Regions from separate parts of the Arachis hypogaea genome. Here region 2 is linked to region 1. Evidence: chromatin contacts called from public Hi-C data. All regions are on one chromosome and are shown on one strand. The core of a region is the stretch at or near the end of the contact, and the rest is flanking DNA. Distances in the headings are between cores, read along the strand shown.

Region 1 (6,552 bases), core at 2,290-4,789:
AATCTATTATCATATTACATTAATAACAAAGATCACATACATAATAATAATGCTAATAATATGCAAATACTACTCTAAATACACTCTAAATTTAATTTAAAATCACAAATAATTTTATTATAAATGTCTATTTCTATATATTATAATCTACTCTAAAAATATCTATTTCTATAGTAATTAAAAATTACTATATATATTACTATTAACTCTAAAATTATAAAGTATTTTAAAATATTTATTTCTATAATAATTAATATTATAACACTAATCTAACGATTCACAAAACAATAATCTAACTATTCATATAATACTAATCTAACTAGTTCTAATATTTACTTTTATAATAATTAATAAACTAATCTAATTATTTAATTAATAATATTTTATAAACTGAATAAATAAATAAACATAACATAAATACTAAATAAAACTAAAAACAAAGAAGAATTACATGTTGATGAAATTGGAAGAGTTGAGAGATGGAGAGTGGAGAGACGTTGAATTGAGAGAGAAGTTAGACAAAGAATGATAAAAGTGAAATGGAAAAGGAGCGAAAGTGAAATGAAAAAGGGGAGCCTTTTATAATTGGGCGAATCCCCGTAGTTCGCCGCATCACTAGGGCTGCGTTTGTTTACAGACACGGAACACTGAGATATAAAATTATGTTTGGCAGAATAAAACATGAACAGAGATTTTGTGTCCAAAGATATTAAATTAGTGTATTTTATGTCTCTCCTGATAAGAAGGACACAGAGACAATAACAGGAAATACAACTTATTTTTTATTTTTCTTTTAGTTTGTTTCTGGTATGGATTTTGAAAATTTTTAGCGTGAAATATTATTAAAAAGCTTTCTAAAAAGATTATTTACATGGTACCATATGAAAATAAGGTTTATAACTTTATATATATTTTTTATTCTTTTAATATTTTTCTTCAAATTTAATTATTTTTGCTGATTAAGATAATTTAAACCGTGCAAAAGATTAGTTATGCACTAGTATATTAATCATGTATTGTATCTTTTTTTTTAGTTTTTCACAGTATTTTCCAACTCGACAAATCAAGGACTAATCCGTCGCGATACTAAACTTCATTTAAAGATTTGTCGCTGGTCAATAAGTTGGTGCATGCACAAGGCGAGATTGAAACCTCGGACCCTTGCTTATTTCTCTTTTGAGTCAAATGTATAGACCTAGCTTTCTTTTTTGTGATATGATGGAGGGCCTGAGGCCCAGAGGGAAAGACAACAAATCAAAAAATGAAAAACGAAAATTAACACCTAACCATACGAGGCATGGCTAATGAGCTTTAGCTCACATGGCATATCTCCCCCTCTCCACTTCAAAGGTCTAGGGTTCAAACCCTAGAGGTTGCAATTGAGGAAAAAAATATGGTAAAAGTGTGAGGAGTGTGTGGGTGTATTGTGTACCTAAGATTAAGAGTTGTCCAATCCACTGACCAAAAAAAAAACATACGGGGCGTGACTAATCCCCTCTTTTCTTGGAGGAACATCCCAGAGACGGAGACAGGTTCAGTTCCGATGCCTAATCCAGCCAAACAATCAAATCCTAAAGTCCTAAACGATAAAAAGTTTCTCCACAGAAGTCCAGTAAGCCAACTTGAGCCCAAGCCTTAATAAAAGTATAAAACAAGCCAACTTGAGCCCAAGCCTTAATAAAAGTATAAAACTAACACAGTAGAAGAATGCACCATATTGAGGAGTAATGCAAGGACCTCGCTGGAGATCTTATTCAACCTATGTCAACCCATCCCAAATATTATATAACCGTAGACAATTCAGTAGCAGATCTGGTTGTGTAAGGTATAAGTTATTTTACTAAAATAATAATGTGGTTCGTGTAATTAATAAAATTAATTTTTATTATAATGAGTTAAATACTATGGTTGTTACTCAATAAAAAATAGAATTAGTGAAATTTTTAAATAATATAATAAAAAGTGTCCTTCCCCTTTCTTTTCAGAACAAAAAAAATAGAAGTTATATATTTTTTTTGAAGAAAGACGTGACAAAAGAAGAAAAACATCTCTGCTCAACAACAATAATTTTTTTTGGTGCCATCAATAAAAAAGTGAAAAGGTAGAAAGAAAAGAGGAGAAAATACTCAGAAACAGAAACTTATTGGGAGATGGCAAAATAGTTCAATTTGTTATTAAGCGTGGTGTGTCCATAATACAAAAGTCAACCGTGGAAGCGTGGTGTGTCCATAACCTACGGGTCCCTGAATCAGAACCACATCAAAGAACAATAAACCAAGAACAATATCTGAAAACTCTAACATGGATTCAAGTATGTTTTGAGTTATGCTCTTATGTTGTAATAATTATAAATTTCAAAATCTTCTATTACTGTTTTAAATTGTTATGAAATTTATGATTATTCATAAATTAATTTATTCAAGTTTGTATAAATCAAATAAATATTGTCTGACTATTCTAGCGGTGCAATTCGTTTTCGTGTATTTAGAGTAGATTTATTAACCAACAAAAAAGTCAAATCCGATAATGTAAAAATATAGTGTTTGTTTCTGTAAGAAATTTAAGAATCACATCCAAAGATGGATTAATTGTTCTTATATTAAATTAGCAAGATTGTTAGTGTATATATAGTATTTAAAATATTTAAATATCCAAAGATAATAAATATTTTAGTTAGTGCATATCTGATAAGCAAATTAGAGGACAGAATTTAAGACAAATGGTGGCCAAATATATGAATTAAACAAAAAAACTCACTCAGACATTTTATTGAACACGTGGCGTGCACAATATGCAAACAGAGAAATTGAGCTCAGCCTAAGCAGCCAATACCCAGAAAAATCAGAAAGCAGACAATTGCAATCCAATTAACTAACAATTGATCAATCTAAACCTATCCTAATTGCTAAAATTAAAATTAAGATGCAATTAAAATGCAATTAAAGAAAGAACGGGTTGCAGGGGAGAGAAACTGGAACCTGCGTTGAAGGGTTGGGATAGGGGAAGGTGGGTGAGGTTGTGGCGGCGCTGTGTTGCCGGAGCAGTTAAGAACGCGAGCTGGGGCCGGGCGCAGAGTAGAGGCACGAAGACGCGGTAATGGAAGAAAGGGAAGGAGAAAGGAGAAATGGTGGGTGGTGCGGTGGTCGCCGGCGGCAGCAGGGTTGCCGGGCGGGACTGGATGGAGGGTGGTGTTGTGGTCGTTATGATAGACGAAGAAGCCAAAAAGAGTGATAAGGGCTGAACGCGCGTTAGGCTCTGTTTCAAAATCCACGCTCAGTACGAACTCTGTGCGTACGCACAATAGGAGGATAATTTGAAATGTATGCATGCGCACAGAGCTATGTGCGTGTTGTTACGGTCTAGGACACACTCTGATGTTACTGTGTCGGCACTCGAACATTTTGAGTTAAAACTAAGTCATTATAACTCTCAATACTTAGCAAGAAAGTTAAAAATATAAGAGAACACACAGAAAAAAGGAAGTTTTGGTGAAAAGAACCCCTTTATTACTCAAGTGTTTGTTACAAATGATTCACACATACTCACACTAACTCTCACCTCCTATTTATAGTCATTCACCTCCTTAATAGATGGTTAGGATTAAATCTATTCAACGGTCTAGATTAATTATCTAGAACCTTCATTACAAATATCTATTCTACTACAACTTTCTAAATACTTCTAGATTCTTCTATACTACTCTTCATACTCCTATATACATCCACACTCTTCTAGAATACTCTATGACCTTTCAGAGTCTTCTAAAACCTTCTAAAGTATTTCGAGACCTTCTAGGACATTCTAGAACGTTCCAGAATCATCTAGAACATTCTCAAAAACTCCAGAAAATTATACAAACACTGTTAAATCTAACCTTCTAAAATTCACCGTGACATTCTCCCCCACCTAATGCGCAAACGTCCTCGTTGTGTTATGTTCATGATAGCGCTCTAGGTGTTCTTGAAATTGTCACAGATCTTCACGAGCTTCCCAACTAGATTCAGTTATCGGGAGCCCTTTCCACTTGATCAAGTATTGGATACTTGGTGGTACCCCTCTTCGTCGCACGACGCGATTAGCTAAGATCTTTTCGATTTCTTTATCAAAGGATCTAATCACAACAGGCGGAGCATGACTCGAGTCACCTCTACTCGGTTCATCTTGGTCTTCATGATATGGTTTAAGCATACTCACATGGAAGACCGGGTGGATCTTCATAGAGGGAGGGAGTTGTACTTTGTAAGCAACCTCCCCAACACGTCCAATGATCTCAAATGGCCCTTCGTATTTGCGGATTAAGCCCTTATGAACCTTGCGAAAAGCTTTGAATTGTTGTGAAAGAAGTTTAATCATTACCTTGTCTCCCACTTGATAGCTTGCATGCCTCCTCTTCTTATCTGCCCATTTCTTCATCCTCTTTTCAGCTTTGTCAAGGTAAGAACGAGTGACATCTGCTTGTTCTTCCCAAGACTTAATCATATGATAAGCTCCAGGGCTCTTCCCTGAGTAAGAGGAAGAAAGAGAGTGAGGTGTAAGTGGCTGTTGTCCAATCACAATCTCGAATGGACTCTTCTCCGTGGACTCGCTCCTTTGCAAATTGTATGAGAACTGAGCAATGTCGAGAATTTTTGTCCAGTCCTTCTCATTAGCGCTTACAAAATGCCTCAAGTAACACTAGAGTAAGGCATTCACTCTCTCAGTCTGCCCATCGGTTTGAGGATGGAAGCTTGTTGAAAAATGAAGCTCTGACCCAAGGAGTTTGAACATCTCTATCCATAGTCGTCCTGTGAAGCGTGGATCTCGATCACTAATGAGGCTCTTAGGCAATCCCCAGTACTTCACCACATTCTTGAAGAATAGTCGTGTTGCTTCCTCTGCAGTGCAGTCAGTAGGGGCATGTATAAAAGTAGCATACTGTGAAAATCGATTCACTACCACGAGAATAGATCCAAACCCCTCGGACTTCGGTAAGGCAGAGATGAAATCTAGAGAGACACTTTCCCACGGTCGCTCTGATGGAGGCAGAGGTTCCAACAACCCACTTGGTGTCTTGTTTTCAATCTTATCTTGTTGGCACACAAGACAAGTCTTCACATAGCTCTCCACTTCATCTCTCATTTGAGGCCAATAATAAGAAGACTCAATGAGTGCCAAGGTCCTTCGCTGACCTTAATGACCAGCCCACTTGGTGTTGTGGCATTCTCTTACTAATTTTCTTCTTAGATGTTTCCATTTAGGGACATATAATTTTCTCCCTTTAGTGTAAAGAAGGTCGTCTTCTAGCCAAAATCTTTTGGTCTTACCTTCTCTAGCCAACTCCACCAACTTCTTGGCTAATGGATCATGATGCAACCCTTTCTTGATGGTATGCACAATATCTCCTTCGACCATGGAAATGCCTACCAACTCAGCCTTGCGGCTCAGCGCATCTGCTACCACATTTGTCTTGCCAGCCTTGTATTCAAATTCGAAATCAAACTCAGCTAAGAAATCTTGCCACCTAGCTTGTTTGGGGCTTAAATTCTTTTGAGTTTGGAAGTAGCTTGTAGCCACATTGTCTGTCTTGACGATGAAGTGTGAACTAAGCAAGTAGTGACGCCAAGTTCTCAGACAATGTACCATTGCGGTCATCTCTTTCTCTTGGACAGTGTATCGCCTCTCTGTATCATTCAACTTGCGACTCTCAAAGGCAATAGGATGTCCTTCTTGCATCAAAACTCCTCCAATAGCGTAGTCAGAAGCATTAGTGTGGACTTCAAACACCTTTGAGTAGTCGGGTAGTGCTAGTACTGGTCCTTCTGTGATAGCAGCCTTCAACTCATCAAAAGCCTTTTGACACTCCTTTGACCATTCCCAAGAGTGATTTTTCTTGAGAAGATCAGTTAATGGTGTAGCCTTGGCGGAGTATCCCTTGTTAAGTGCTCGATATTCGATGCATAGTCTCAACGAACAATCATGCTTCTTTTGGAACAAGACTGGTGCGCCATAAGGTGTCTTCGATGGACGGATGAACCCAGCATCTAGCAAATCCTTGAGTTGCTTCTTTAACTCCTCAAGTTCTGGCGGTGCCATCTATAAGGTGTTGAGGCAGGTGACTTTGCTCCTGACTCCAACTCAATCTTGTGGTCTACCTTCCTCCTAGGTGGTAGTTATTTTGGCAACTTGGGAGGTATCACATCCTTATTTTCTTCAAGGACTTCCTTGATTTCGGGAGGAACGTCTTCTCTTCCAGATGTTGACTCCTCTTGTAATAGAGTCAAATATGTAATCTCTCCTTTCTTAAACCCTTTCTTGAGTTGCATAGCAGAAAGCATCGGTGGTCCTTCAGCTTTAGAGACTGTAGGGACCATGCATGGAAACCCTTTCTCCATGACGCATACTATGTCATAGTATGACATATGTATTATATTTTCCTTCCTTTGCACATCAAGCCCAATGACTATTTTGAAATCGTCCATGGGTGCTACTGAGAAATCTACAAGACCCTTCCAAGAACCAATAGTCATCTCAACCCCTTTCGCTACTCCCTTAAGGGGTTCACCCTTAGTATTC
Region 2 (6,163 bases), core at 1,965-4,464, 170 kb after region 1:
ATCAGTAAGTTGCTGCATCTGAGAGTCAATATAAGCAATTAGCTCTCTGAAATTGAATAAAAAATGTCAATTTTTGTTTCAATGTGTAAAATACATAACTACTTATATATCTCATCTTAGCAATTTACGATAAATTATTTTATTACACTACATTAGATTGTTTCAAACATTGAAATTCTCAATTTTCAACCCGAAACACCTGAGACTCCCTTTCATGTCGTATCGATCCATTGCCAAATACTAAGAATGTAGATACTCCAATAAAGACTCTAATTATCTTCATGTGAAAATACTTCTTTTTACCATTAAATAGTGAATTCTTTTGTAAAGTTTAATTTTGATGTTATAAAGATGTTACATTTATCTAAAGAAATTACAATCCCTTTAAATCGTTACTTTTTCTATAAGTCACGTTTTTAAAAGTGTGACTAAACAAATAGATGCCATTTTCATTGGAGTAGATGCCAAAAAGAAAAGGAATAGGAACAAAAAATTCATAGCTATGAATGACCTCCAAGTTTATGAAGATGGCAAATCCGAATCACGTTGTTTAAAGATTAATGACACCAACCAATCTAATATTCAACATTATTACAATTCGAACATGAACATGTACCAGGTTACATAATGGACAAAGATACTCCCATGGTGTAGATGCAATAAAAAAGATATAACGAAGAACACTAATGCTAAGATCTATACCTTAAATAATTTTGGTGCATCATAGCACTGTCCTACACAACTTCCTCACTATAGTCTAAAAAAGAATTGGCCGCAGACTGAACGCTTCATAGTTGAATGATCAGCAAGAACCACGTTGAAACTATATTATGAGACTAATTATGATCAAAATGCTGAACCACCACCCTTTGTCTTTCCAAGCAACACATCCTTTGCTTCATTGATTTTGGATGCCAGGTAATGGCTGCCACCCGCATCTGGATGATTTGCAATCATCACCCTCCTATGTGCTTCTTTAACCTTATCCGTGGGAGTGTGTTCTCTGCCATAGTGATAATTGAAAATCAACAATGGAAAGAATAGCTTGAGGAGGCAACCATATAAAAATATGGAAAACAAAAACAAAGCGTCCAGGTAGGGAAAAAGCTTTCCGAGCTTTCTGATTAATTAGCAATATGCACATTCAAGAATTATTGACATTTTATAATTAAATGTCTATACAAGGTATTCATAAATTTCTATATGGATATTCCAGAATTTATCCCATGAGAACTTTTCCCGTCCTTGGAAAGGAAGGAATGTGTTCAAAAACCCAAATCACATACAAATTTAAAGGCTAAACAAATCAATAGAATATAGATTGGTTAGTGTTACTCTTTACATCCCAACCTTTGCAGCATCAAGAACCAAAATTTCAACACTGAAAGATTTAACACATTTGAGTTATTATGCATTAGGCATCCATACAGGGTCCCAAAGATATGATGGGAAACGTCAATTTTAATTTTTACCCAATAAAGAAACATCAAAATTTATTGAAAAAAACCCCTAGAAGGACAACTCCTCAGGCACATAGCCACATACAGTTTGTTTTTCCTCCTCTAAGTAATTGAGACACCAGCTGACCATGAGCATCATAACATAATCTTTAAAAATAAAAAAATAAAAAGGTAGTACCTAACACCAAGTATGAGAGCTGCTTCCCTCCTAGTCATGGCAGCATAGAAACCACCTTCATAAAATTTACGCATCCTAGGTGGTCTCGCCTTGAACGCTTGCCAAGCCTGAATACTATATCTACCAGCATAGGCAGCAGCAGCTACAGCAAGCCCTGCAAAAAAAGGTGTGGCCTGTTCCAAGTTTAAGTTTAAGTTTCAGTTCCAGAGCAAAGAAACAAATGTTGTAAATGAACCACAGAACAATTAACAACCACCGGTGCCGCCACTACCACTCCCTGCCCCACTAGATTGAATGCATGAATCAATTAGAGCAACATTGTCCTTCCAGAAACAATTTGGGGTAAAATAAAATAAAAATTCCCACAATCTCCACTCCGGAACTAACTTTCTATGCTAGAAAACCCTAAACTTCAAATTACAAATAAATTTCAGCTTGTGATTCTCAAAACACGAATTTGAAACCCTATGCTTCCAAACCAACAACACGATCATATCATCCATACTCCCACATGTTAACTGAATTAGAGCTTGAAATATCTAAAGTTTCAAGAATGCAATCTTGCAAAGTCATCTCATCACTATCTAACACCAAAAATAGAAAACAGTGCTTTCTCATGGAAACCTAGTTTTATTTAGAACAAGCTCGAAGATTAGGTTACAAAAATAATAAATTTGACAAATAACGAATGAGGGCATACCATAATAGTGGTTGTACCCTTCAATCAAGAAGTCTAAAAAGCGTGAACTCCGTGCCAAAATTAAGTCTTCAGGAAGCCTGCGGAGAATAAAATGAAAATAAGATCTTTGTGGAACTTTTAAGTTTTAATATATTTCTAATAGCCTTCTCAGCATGATTAATTACTCACAATACAACAACAAGAACAACAACACAGCAGTTATATCTACTCACCCAATTCAATAATTTCCTTCCATCTAACCTAAATTTTTCCCCCTATAAAAAATAAATAAAAAAATATATTTCAAAACACAGCAAGCAGATTTTCACAACACCGGACCTTCAGTTTGAAACAACTTGATTCAGTGGCATCAACTTCTCTACAATACCCCGAATTCCCTTTGCGGTCCACCTATGAACTTCCAAGGATAATAACTATTTCAACAGATAGCAGGGGAAAAACTCAGAAAATCAAAATAGTAAGAGGCATTACTGTGGTGGAGACGCGGCGGCGTGGAGCTGAAATCGAGTGGCCGACGGTGGCTGATTGGAGGCTGTGATTTTCTGGGGTTCTTTTGTGCAGATTGTGATCGAACAAGGCAGAGTTAGGGTTTTTATTGTATATATTTTTCTTTCATGGGTTTACGATCTCTCTCTTCTTTTTTATATCTAATTTTCTATAAATCCATTCGTTTCTCTAGTTGCGTACTTGCGCAGCTTAATACGAAAATAATAAGACACTTGATTTTTCTAGGATGTTCTTTCTTCTCATTACGAATGTTTTCTTTCGATTTTTTATATAAATTAAAAAAATCATTATTTTCAAAAAAAAAAAAGATAAGAACATTATTTATAAATACGATTTTTATTGGAGATTGCATGTAGTTAGTCTAATAAATAATTAATTGTATTAGTTTGTCCAGTATTTAAGTAAATTGTAACCGATGTGTACTCTATACTTTGGCCCCTGAGTAATTTTAAATATCTCAGAAAAAGGATCAGGTTCTGCTTTGAGTTTTATATTACTTTAATCACACTTATTAAGTCTTTTATTAACTTGAGCGTCGGAGTATCTTTTACATGTATTTTTACCGCGGTGTTTTGGTCAGGACCGACGTATAGCTCTCCAGCAGAGACAATACAGTACCCGAAAATGCTATAATTCGGCGATCTTTACCAGGATGAACCACTTGGCGCCCATCGTGGGGCCGGAATTTATTTAACCCCACTATTTTCTTTGCCTAGTTTTTATCTTTTTTTGCAGGATTTAACCCCACTATTTTCTTTTTTGCAGGATTCCCAATCCTCAAGCATGGGAGATAACGAGGTCCAACAGCTCACGCAGGCCGAGCTCTCGACGCAGATCGCTGAACTCCAGGCCGAAGTCCGTAGACTGGCCGAACTGTCTTCCAAAAACCAAAATGGAAAAAACGTCGAAGGAGATCCCAAGGGGAGGAACTCTTCAAACGCACAACATAACTTCACGGAGCCACACGAGACTATTCCACCAAAGGAGAAGCTCACACTCGACATCTCTGAAGGCGTAATGAGTTTCCAGATGCCGAAGAATTCCGTGCTGCCAGCCGGACTCAAACCATACGAATAGGGGTGGAAAAAGGCCAGGCGGCCTGCCAGGAGCCTGCAGCCTGGCCTGTGTTTGGCCTGGCCTGGCCTGTCCTGTTATAAAAAGGTACAGGCCCAGGCTCTTTTAAAAGCCTTAATAAATTAATAGGCCAGGCTCAGGCTCACTAATTAGCCTTATAGGCCTGTCAGGCCTGCCTGGGCCTGTTAAAATATAAGTAAATATATAAATAATTATTTATTATTAATAAAATTATGAGATATTTTAAATTTATTATATTTTATTATAAATATTTTTGTATATTTTAAATATGTTAAAAGTTTAAAATTTTTTACAAATATTAAATATATGACATATTATATATAACTATTTTTATTAAAAAATAATTTTTTTAAATAATATTTTTTTTTTTTGTAAAAAAAAATTAGCAGGCCTTTTAACAGGCTTCAGGCTAGGCCAGACTGAATAACAGGTCAGGCCTAGTACTTTATAAAGAGCCTATAACAGGCTGCAGGTCAGACTCAGGCCAATCAACTGTATGACAAGCCAGGCCTGTTAAGAGCAAAGCCTGGCCTGGCCTGGCCTGTTTCCACCCCTACATACGAAGGATACGGTAACCCCCCGAGTCCACATCAAAAAGTTCTAATCTATGATGTTTTTCAACGGTGTCTCTGACCCTGTTCTCTATCAATCTTTTCCAACTTATTTAAATGGTGCTACTTTACTCCGATTTTTTAAGATTCCTGCAGGTTCTATCACTTGCTTCGAGGAGTTGGCGAGATCTTTTATTGACTGTTTTGCAGCTTCTAGAATATATATGCACGGGTCGGACTACCTCAGCACTATTAAACAAGGTCTTCAAGAAAGTCTGAAGGACTATATGACGAGGTTTGCCAAGGCAACCATGAAAATTCCAGACCTCGACCCCAAGGTGCATCTCCAAGCACTAAAGAGCGGCCTCAGGCCAGGTAAGTTCCAAGAGATGATAGCCGTAACGAAACCCAAAACACTAGAAGAGTTCCGTAAAAGGGCGGCCGATCAAATGGAGATAGAAGAGCTCCGAGAAGCCAGAAGAGTGGACAAGCAAACGCCTAGGCACGACGAAGAAAAATCCTCCAAAAGCACACGGGACAGACATTTCAAAAGGCCATTTAAGCTTAACCCAAAGTTCAACACTTACACCAAATTCAACACAAAGAGAGAAAACATAATAAAGGAAATCCTCCACGCCAAACTAATCAAGCTGCCTACCCGAGCAGGAAATTATCAAGACCAAAGGTTTGTGGACAGAAGCAAGCATTGCTCCTTTCACCAGAAATACGGACACACCACGGACGAGTGCGTAGTGGCCAAAGACCTATTGGAGAGACTGGCCCGACAAGGTCTCTTGGACAAGTATATCGAAGGATGTAAGACCAAAGAGGCCAATTTTGACCGAGAGGAAAATCTAAAAACATCAACTGAAAAGGACAAAGAAAAATGGGTATCTCCCAACCCACCAAGAGGCATCATCAACTACATATCAAGAGGCTATGCAGGTGGAGGTGAAACAACCTCGGCAAGAAAACGAAGTTATCGGGCGATCCTAGCGATCGAAGGAACAACACACTCCAGAAAGGAAAAAGATCCAGACATCACAATAGCATTCACTCAATCCGACCTCAAATCGGCAAGCCCTAACCTCGATGATCCAGTGTTAATCTCCATCCAAGCTGGAGAACTGTTTGTAAGAAAAACATTACTAGATCTAGGTAGCAGTGGCGACGTCTTATTTTATTCCACTTTCAAGAAAATAAAATTATCAGAAAAAGCAATACAACCATCCTCTGGAGAACTGGTCGGTTTCTCCAGAGAAAGGGTCCCCATCATGGGGCATATATGGTTAAAAACGACAATGGGAGAGGACTCTTTGTCAAAATCACTTGATATCTAATATCTGATAGTTGATTGTTATAGCCCTTATAATATTATCATCGGAAGACCTGCGCTCTAAATGCATTCAGAGCAGTAGTGTCTACTTTACATTTGTGTGTTAAGTTTCTTGTGCAGGAAAACAGGATCGCAACACTACATGCGGATCACCAAGAAGCTCGCCAGTGCAATAATGCTAGCCTAAAGCAAGACTCGACAAAGCAAACACCTCGGTCACAGGTGCAAGTCACTCATAATACTGGCGAGGTCTTGACACTATCCGAACTTGATCCAAGGGAGGATTTCAGGGAGAGACCTCAACCAATGGACAACCTCCAGCAAGTAATATTGACC

Evidence for each region. Hi-C and Micro-C count contacts between places; a contact is called where the count stands out from the background.
Region 2: a Hi-C map of leaf shows a contact between it and region 1, with 4 times the contacts expected there. The contact joins the promoter of LOC112727759 here to the promoter of LOC112727754 in region 1. A contact is called at or near these places in 3 of 8 Hi-C or Micro-C datasets (leaf and an unstated tissue).

Annotation. Positions count from the first base shown.
Region 1 is chr12:95,020,929-95,027,480 of arahy.Tifrunner.gnm2.J5K5, forward strand. LOC112727754 (protein WHAT'S THIS FACTOR 1, chloroplastic) reads right to left here and starts at 3,540. Exons shown (of 3, transcript XM_025777646.2): 1 at 2,979-3,540.
Region 2 is chr12:95,192,275-95,198,437 of arahy.Tifrunner.gnm2.J5K5, forward strand. It overlaps LOC112727759 (mitochondrial import inner membrane translocase subunit TIM14-3), which reads right to left and starts at 3,215. Exons shown (of 5, transcript XM_025777650.3): 1 at 2,810-3,215; 2 at 2,657-2,735; 3 at 2,339-2,415; 4 at 1,639-1,811; 5 at 519-1,003. The coding sequence starts at 2,341. The coding sequence ends at 847.